Regions from separate parts of the Mus musculus genome. Here region 2 is linked to region 1. Evidence: chromatin contacts called from public HiChIP or PLAC-seq data. All regions are on one chromosome and are shown on one strand. Each heading gives the region's core, a stretch centred on a gene start, on an enhancer-like site or on the middle of the called end of the contact. The rest is flanking DNA. Distances are from core to core; before and after follow the strand shown.

Region 1 (2,741 bases), core at 173-2,672:
GTGTCACGTGTGTGTCACGTGTGTGCACACTCTGCTGAAGCAAAGGCACCTCCTGTAACCCCACCCAGTGCTGGGGAGACAGACACAGAGGGATGCTTGGTTTGAAGACAAGCCAGTCTAACCAAGTCAATGAGTTCTGAGTTAAGTCAGGGAGACTGTTTTTCAAAATAAAAGTGTAACTAAAGAAAACACTTGATGTCAATTTCCAGCCTCTACATTCACATACACATATGTAGATGTGAATGTCCACTCAGCTCTCCCCCCTCCCCCCTCCCCCTCCCCCTCCCTCTCCCTCCGCAAGATCTCTATGGTTGACCCCTAGCCACCTTCCTATGATATAGTTTATGGGTTGGTTGAATGCTTTATTAACAAATTTTGCCTGCCATTTTAAAGTTAGAAACTTAAGCTTAGGATAGACGATAAGTTGGGAAGCAAAACTTAGCGTCTGCTAAAATTCAAAGGCATTCTTACCCAAAATCATTTCAAAAGAAGCCATGGTGTAAAATGTTCTCAGCAGATCAGACCAAAGTCTAACGTGCCAAGCAGGGAACACCCAGGTATTTTAACCTGGACTAATAGGAAGAGAAAGTTCTGTTTTCCTTCCAAGCATAACACTTTTTTTTCCCCTTTTTTTTTGTTTTTTTGACATAGCGTTTCTCTGTGTAGTTCCGGCTGTCCTGGAACTTGCTCTGTAGACCAGGCTGGCCTCAAATTCAGAAATCTGCCTGCCTCTGCCGCCCAAGTGCTGGGACTAAAGGCGTGCGCCACCACCGCCCGGCAGCATAACACTTTTTAAGAGTCATTTTAATTATGCCAACCAATACTCACACCCAAGGGACTGGTCAGAAAGACATGGTATCACTAGTCTATGAAGACACACAGAGGACCAGGCTCCACTAAACTTACAGAAGTCAGAAAACACAGCTTTCTGGAAGTGTGGTCTTTTGTCTGTGTGATTGGGTGGGGGTGGGAGTCGGGTGGGAGTGAATCCAGAGATTTTTATAAGCTAGGGCAAGTGCTCTACCACTGAACTATATCCCAGCTCTTGGTCTGCTCGGCTTTGCTTTCTTTCTTCATATGTATATGTGTGTGTGTGTGTGTGTGTGTGTGTGTGTGTGTGTGTGTGTATGTGTGTGTATATACATACATACATATGCACATACACATTCACTAAGACTTAATTTTGCCTACCCTGCTGTCCTTAAAAAGTTAGACCTGGCCATAACCCAGAAGTAATGGAAGCAGGACCATTAGGAGAAGTGACTCAGCCCATAGTCTCATCACGCACAGGCCCTGACAGGAAATCTTCTTCAGTGGATCCAGAAAGCATCGCTTACTGAGCAACCCAGATGGTATGTATGTATGCACGGCAGCAGAGAGCTTGGAAGAATTGGCCCGCTATTCTGGAGCTCTGAATCTGCATGCCAGAGGCAGCCATGTGCCTGGGTGTCCGCCTGGGTGTTGGAGATACTGTTTCTAAGGAATGGATTGAATTGGGAGTGGTTCAGAGGCTCTTTCAGTGGAATTAAGGTGTTTTAAAGATCATAGTAATACCTACCTCTAAATATTCTTGTCTAATAGAAGTCAATAAACTGTGGCGTGAGTGTTTCTCCTCCTGCCTGCCTCCTGCCTCCTCACAACAGTTCAGTTAGAGTTAAAGCAGCCATGAGGAGCTGAGGCCACCGAGATGAACTGGACCAGCCCCTGCCCTGCTGTTCTGCTCCAGTGGGAGAAGACAGACCGCAAGCAAGGAAACAAATGGAGAAGGGTGATCTGCACCCAGGTGGGATCCCGATGATGGAGGGGATCCAAGTAGAACCTCAGTGGGAAGAAACTTCCAGAGAGATTGTTTCGGCTTGATCTGAAATGTCCCCTAAACACCCGCAGGCTTTTAAAGGCTTTGTCCCCAGCCACTAGTGCTATGTATGGGGCAGTGGGGGGATGTTTGTGTGAGGGACACGGCAGAAAGTTGATTATAGGGTTATGTCCTTGAAGGGGATTGAACACTGGCCCCTTCCTCCCCACCGCCCCGCTCCCTGGCCCCACTTTGCTTCCTGGCTACTTCAAAGTGAGCAGCTTTCTTCCAAGGGTCCCTTCGGCCTTGACCCGGCCCCGAAGCATCAGGCTACCCGGCTGTGGGCTTTGAGCTCTGAACTGTGAGGTGTGGCAAACCTTTTAAACTTTCTTCAGCTTTCTTGTCACAGTGGCAGGACTCTGAGGTAATTAATGACTGTGGGGCAGGGGTAAGAAGCCTCGTGGTCCGCACTTTCTCAGCTGAATAAGAAATACCAGAAATGTAAGTTCAGCTTTAGCCAAACATGATAGAGTGGGCGGTCCCACACTAAGGACACTGGGAAGTAATCAATGTCTGAAACCTGCGTTTCGATTTCTGGAAATCGGGCTTCTTCTCAAGGGAAGGCTTTTATGTCATACAAAGGCTGACCACACAGATGTGAGCCCCATCTTTGGACGATGTATAAGTGCCGCCTGTTAAAGTGCTGACCTTGAAATAGATGGCATTCACTTGAATGGTCAGTCACTGAGTACTGAAAATCAACGGAAAGTCCCAGGCACTTGAGGACACAGCAGACAAGCCGGCCCTTGCTTATGGAGGCTTTATTCTAGTGGATCAAACAGTCAGTCAGAAGAAATGATAAAGTGTGCTTGAAGGTTGGATAAGAGCAAGGTAACCGGATGCCTGGGATCTGGAAGGGATTCTAATTTTAAGTGAAGGTGTCTAA
Region 2 (2,741 bases), core at 155-2,654, 500 kb after region 1:
TACTCATGTGTAGATTTCTGTCCCTGTTGCTCCTGTCTGCTGTGAGCCTGGTAGAGGAGGAATCTTGCAGGCCCCGTTGCTACAGCTTTCATGCTTTATATGTGTCCAAATGGCACACAGACAGCGGAGCCCTGAGGAGGCCATCATGACATGAACGCCTTGTGTATGTACTTGAAGAAACAGGATATCAATATAGCCCCAAGCTTCATCCTGCTGCTCTTAGAAAGCAGCTCCCTGAACTCATGTAGATGGTGTCTTAGTTAGGATTTCCATGGCTGTGAAGAGACACCATCACCAAGACAACTCTTATAAAGGCAAACATTTAAGTGGAGCTGGCTTACAGTTTCAGATGTTCAGTCCATTATCATTATGGTGGGAAGTGTGGCAGCCTGCAGGAAGACATGGTGCTGGAGGAGCCAAGAATTCTACATCTTGATCCAAAGACAGGCAGAAGGAGACTCTTTCTGTAGGCAGCTAGGAGGACTGGGACGAGTCTGGGCATAGGAGCCTCAAAGCCCACCCCCACAGTGATGTACTTCCTCCAATAAGGCCACACCTCCTAACAGTGCCACTTCCTATGGGCCAAGAATGTTCAAACCACCACAGATGGTCTCAGGGCTTCTTTAAGTATATTCCAGGCCTCACTGCATATAAAACCAGTTGTTTATCTAACAAATAGCCAAGAGCCCCTAGGATTTGAGATCAGCTGTGCCTGATTATCAGTTTTACACCTGATCAAAGTCAGCCACACAATTCCCATCTCTTCTCAAATATTAGCGGATCATGGTATAAAGGAAACATTAAATAATGGAACTTGTAAGCACTGGCATGTAGATATACTTTTCTTTTAGAACTCAGAATTCACTGGCACTCACTCAAATGCTACCCCAACTGTATCACTCGTCTTAAATTTAAACTCAAAACTTGTTGAAAGAAAAATGCCAGTATACTAACTGTAACATCTAGGCCTAAGAGGAGCACATGTGTTTTGTGCTCAAAAGGATACCCCAAGAGTAATCTTTTTTTCAGTGGGATCTCAGGGTTGGGGCAGTAGAGATCCAATCTCCAAGTCCCCTGTGAATTCTGTTTCAGTGCTTCCTACTCTGAGGAAACAGAGCTGACTTGTTGACAGGAAGGGTGAAAGGCACAGGGCAGATCTGATGGTCAAGGGTATTTTTACCTTTCCAATTTTATACCCAGTCCCAGGTGTTGGGGAAGCCCTGAGGGTGAATGTACCTGTGTAGAGTTATATCAGCTGTCTCTGTGTTTTTACTGTACTAAAGTCACTCTCTAAACCCTCTGCAAGTGCTGTGTTTTGGGAAATTGCGCAGGACTATGACTAAGGCTTTTTGGTGCAACCTAATTCAGTTCCCAGCTTCTGTGGAGAGCAATTTGGTAAAAGTGCCGTCACTGGTAATGAGCTTATGCTATAAGGAGTGGGGCCAGTCTGCACCTGGAACACTGTGGGTATACGCATGTGCATTTCCATTGTGAATGTCTTTAAGGTGTTCTGGCTCAGGTTTGATGTAATCGTCTCTTTTCAGTTCGTTTAGTAATAGATGAGATGGGATTTATGAAAACTCCTGATGAAGATGAGACAAGCAATCTTATCTGGTGTGATGCTGCTGTTCAGCAGGAGAAGATTACAGACCTGCAGAACTACCAGGTGGGGACTGACAGTCAGCATCGGGGAGAAAGTCACACCACTTCCACCACTTCCGTCATGGTTTTATTTAGCTTCTTAATCTGTCCACATATTAGCTTTCAGTTCTGAGTTCCCTGGGCCGCCTGTCTCGTTGCTCGCTGGCTGTGCTGACTCTTTGCATTAAGCCCGTGTCATTTCCAAACTCAACCTTTAGCTTTTTTCTTTAAAGATGGATCAACAGGGAAAAATTCTAAGTTGATGCTTTGAGTTATGTACACCTTAAGATGAGTGACAGGGAATGGATTGTCTTAGTGGACAAAGACCTTATAGCTTCAGCTCCATTAGTCTGACTTTTACATCTATAGTGCAGTACAAATGTGTTTAGAAGAAATGGAAAGCAAATTGAAAAACCTACAAGGGATCCAAAGCAATCGATGTTTGCTACTTACCCTCCCTCCCTTCTTCCCCTTCCTCTCTCCTCCTCCCTCCCTCCCTCTCTCCTTCCCTCCTTTCCTCCCTCCCTTCCTCCCTCCTTCTCTCCTTCCTTCCCTCCCCTTTCCTTCCTCTCCCCTCCTTCCCCCTCCCCTTCATTCCCTTCCCTCCCTCCTCCTCTCCTTTCCTCCCCTTCCTTTCTCCCTCTCTCCTCTTCCTCCCTCCCCTCATCTTCTTCATTGCTTAGATTCTAAGAATACATAGTAGACCAGATGGAGTAAATATTTTAAGTCCCATGTTATCAATGCCTGTATTCTATTATTCCAAAAGCAATTTGGATATTAAATTGTCACCTATCCAACACAGAACATTAGAACTTTATTATCTTTGTAATGTCTTTTCCAGATTTGATAAAAATTTTATAGTTTTATTCACTGATTATCATATTTTTTAATTTCATAAGTCACTAGCCATCTAATTTTAAATCCTTTACATTAATAATTTCCAATTTATTAGAACATAAGTCTCAGATATTTTGTGATGTGTTGCAGTATACAAGTCTATTCATTGATTCATTAAATGTTAATATTTACCTTTTTATTTTTCAGAGAATCAACCATTTTCCAGGAATGGGAGAGATCTGTAGGAAGGATTTCTTAGCAAG

What was found. HiChIP or PLAC-seq counts read pairs in DNA pulled down with a chosen protein or histone mark.
Region 2: an H3K27ac HiChIP or PLAC-seq map of SST interneurons shows a contact between it and region 1, with 4 times the contacts expected there. The contact joins two enhancer-like sites. A contact is called at or near these places in 14 of 39 promoter capture datasets (the 3T3-L1 cell line, 3T3-L1-derived adipocytes, the C10 cell line and 9 more), 2 of 484 Hi-C or Micro-C datasets (both in bone marrow-derived macrophages), 4 of 115 datasets of contacts at active chromatin or transcription factors (SST interneurons, embryonic basal ganglia, embryonic hindbrain and 1 more) and 2 of 9 other capture datasets (liver and macrophages).

The regions. Positions count from the first base shown.
Region 1 is chr3:146,398,044-146,400,784 of GRCm38.p6, forward strand. No RefSeq gene overlaps it. Among named protein-coding and RNA genes, the nearest start is that of Ssx2ip, 5.2 kb to the right of the region's middle. Within about 2 kb of position 1,423, at least 14 of the 459 cell types and tissues checked have an H3K27ac peak or open chromatin away from gene starts, as enhancers often do. A contact at or near this core is called in SST interneurons, where this site is marked.
Region 2 is chr3:146,895,062-146,897,802 of GRCm38.p6, forward strand. Ttll7 (tubulin tyrosine ligase-like family, member 7) reads left to right here. Exons shown (of 21, transcript NM_001357217.1): 4 at 1,545-1,666; 5 at 2,686-2,741. Among named protein-coding and RNA genes, the nearest start is that of Ttll7, 44 kb to the left of the region's middle. Within about 2 kb of position 1,405, at least 6 of the 459 cell types and tissues checked have an H3K27ac peak or open chromatin away from gene starts, as enhancers often do. A contact at or near this core is called in SST interneurons, where this site is marked.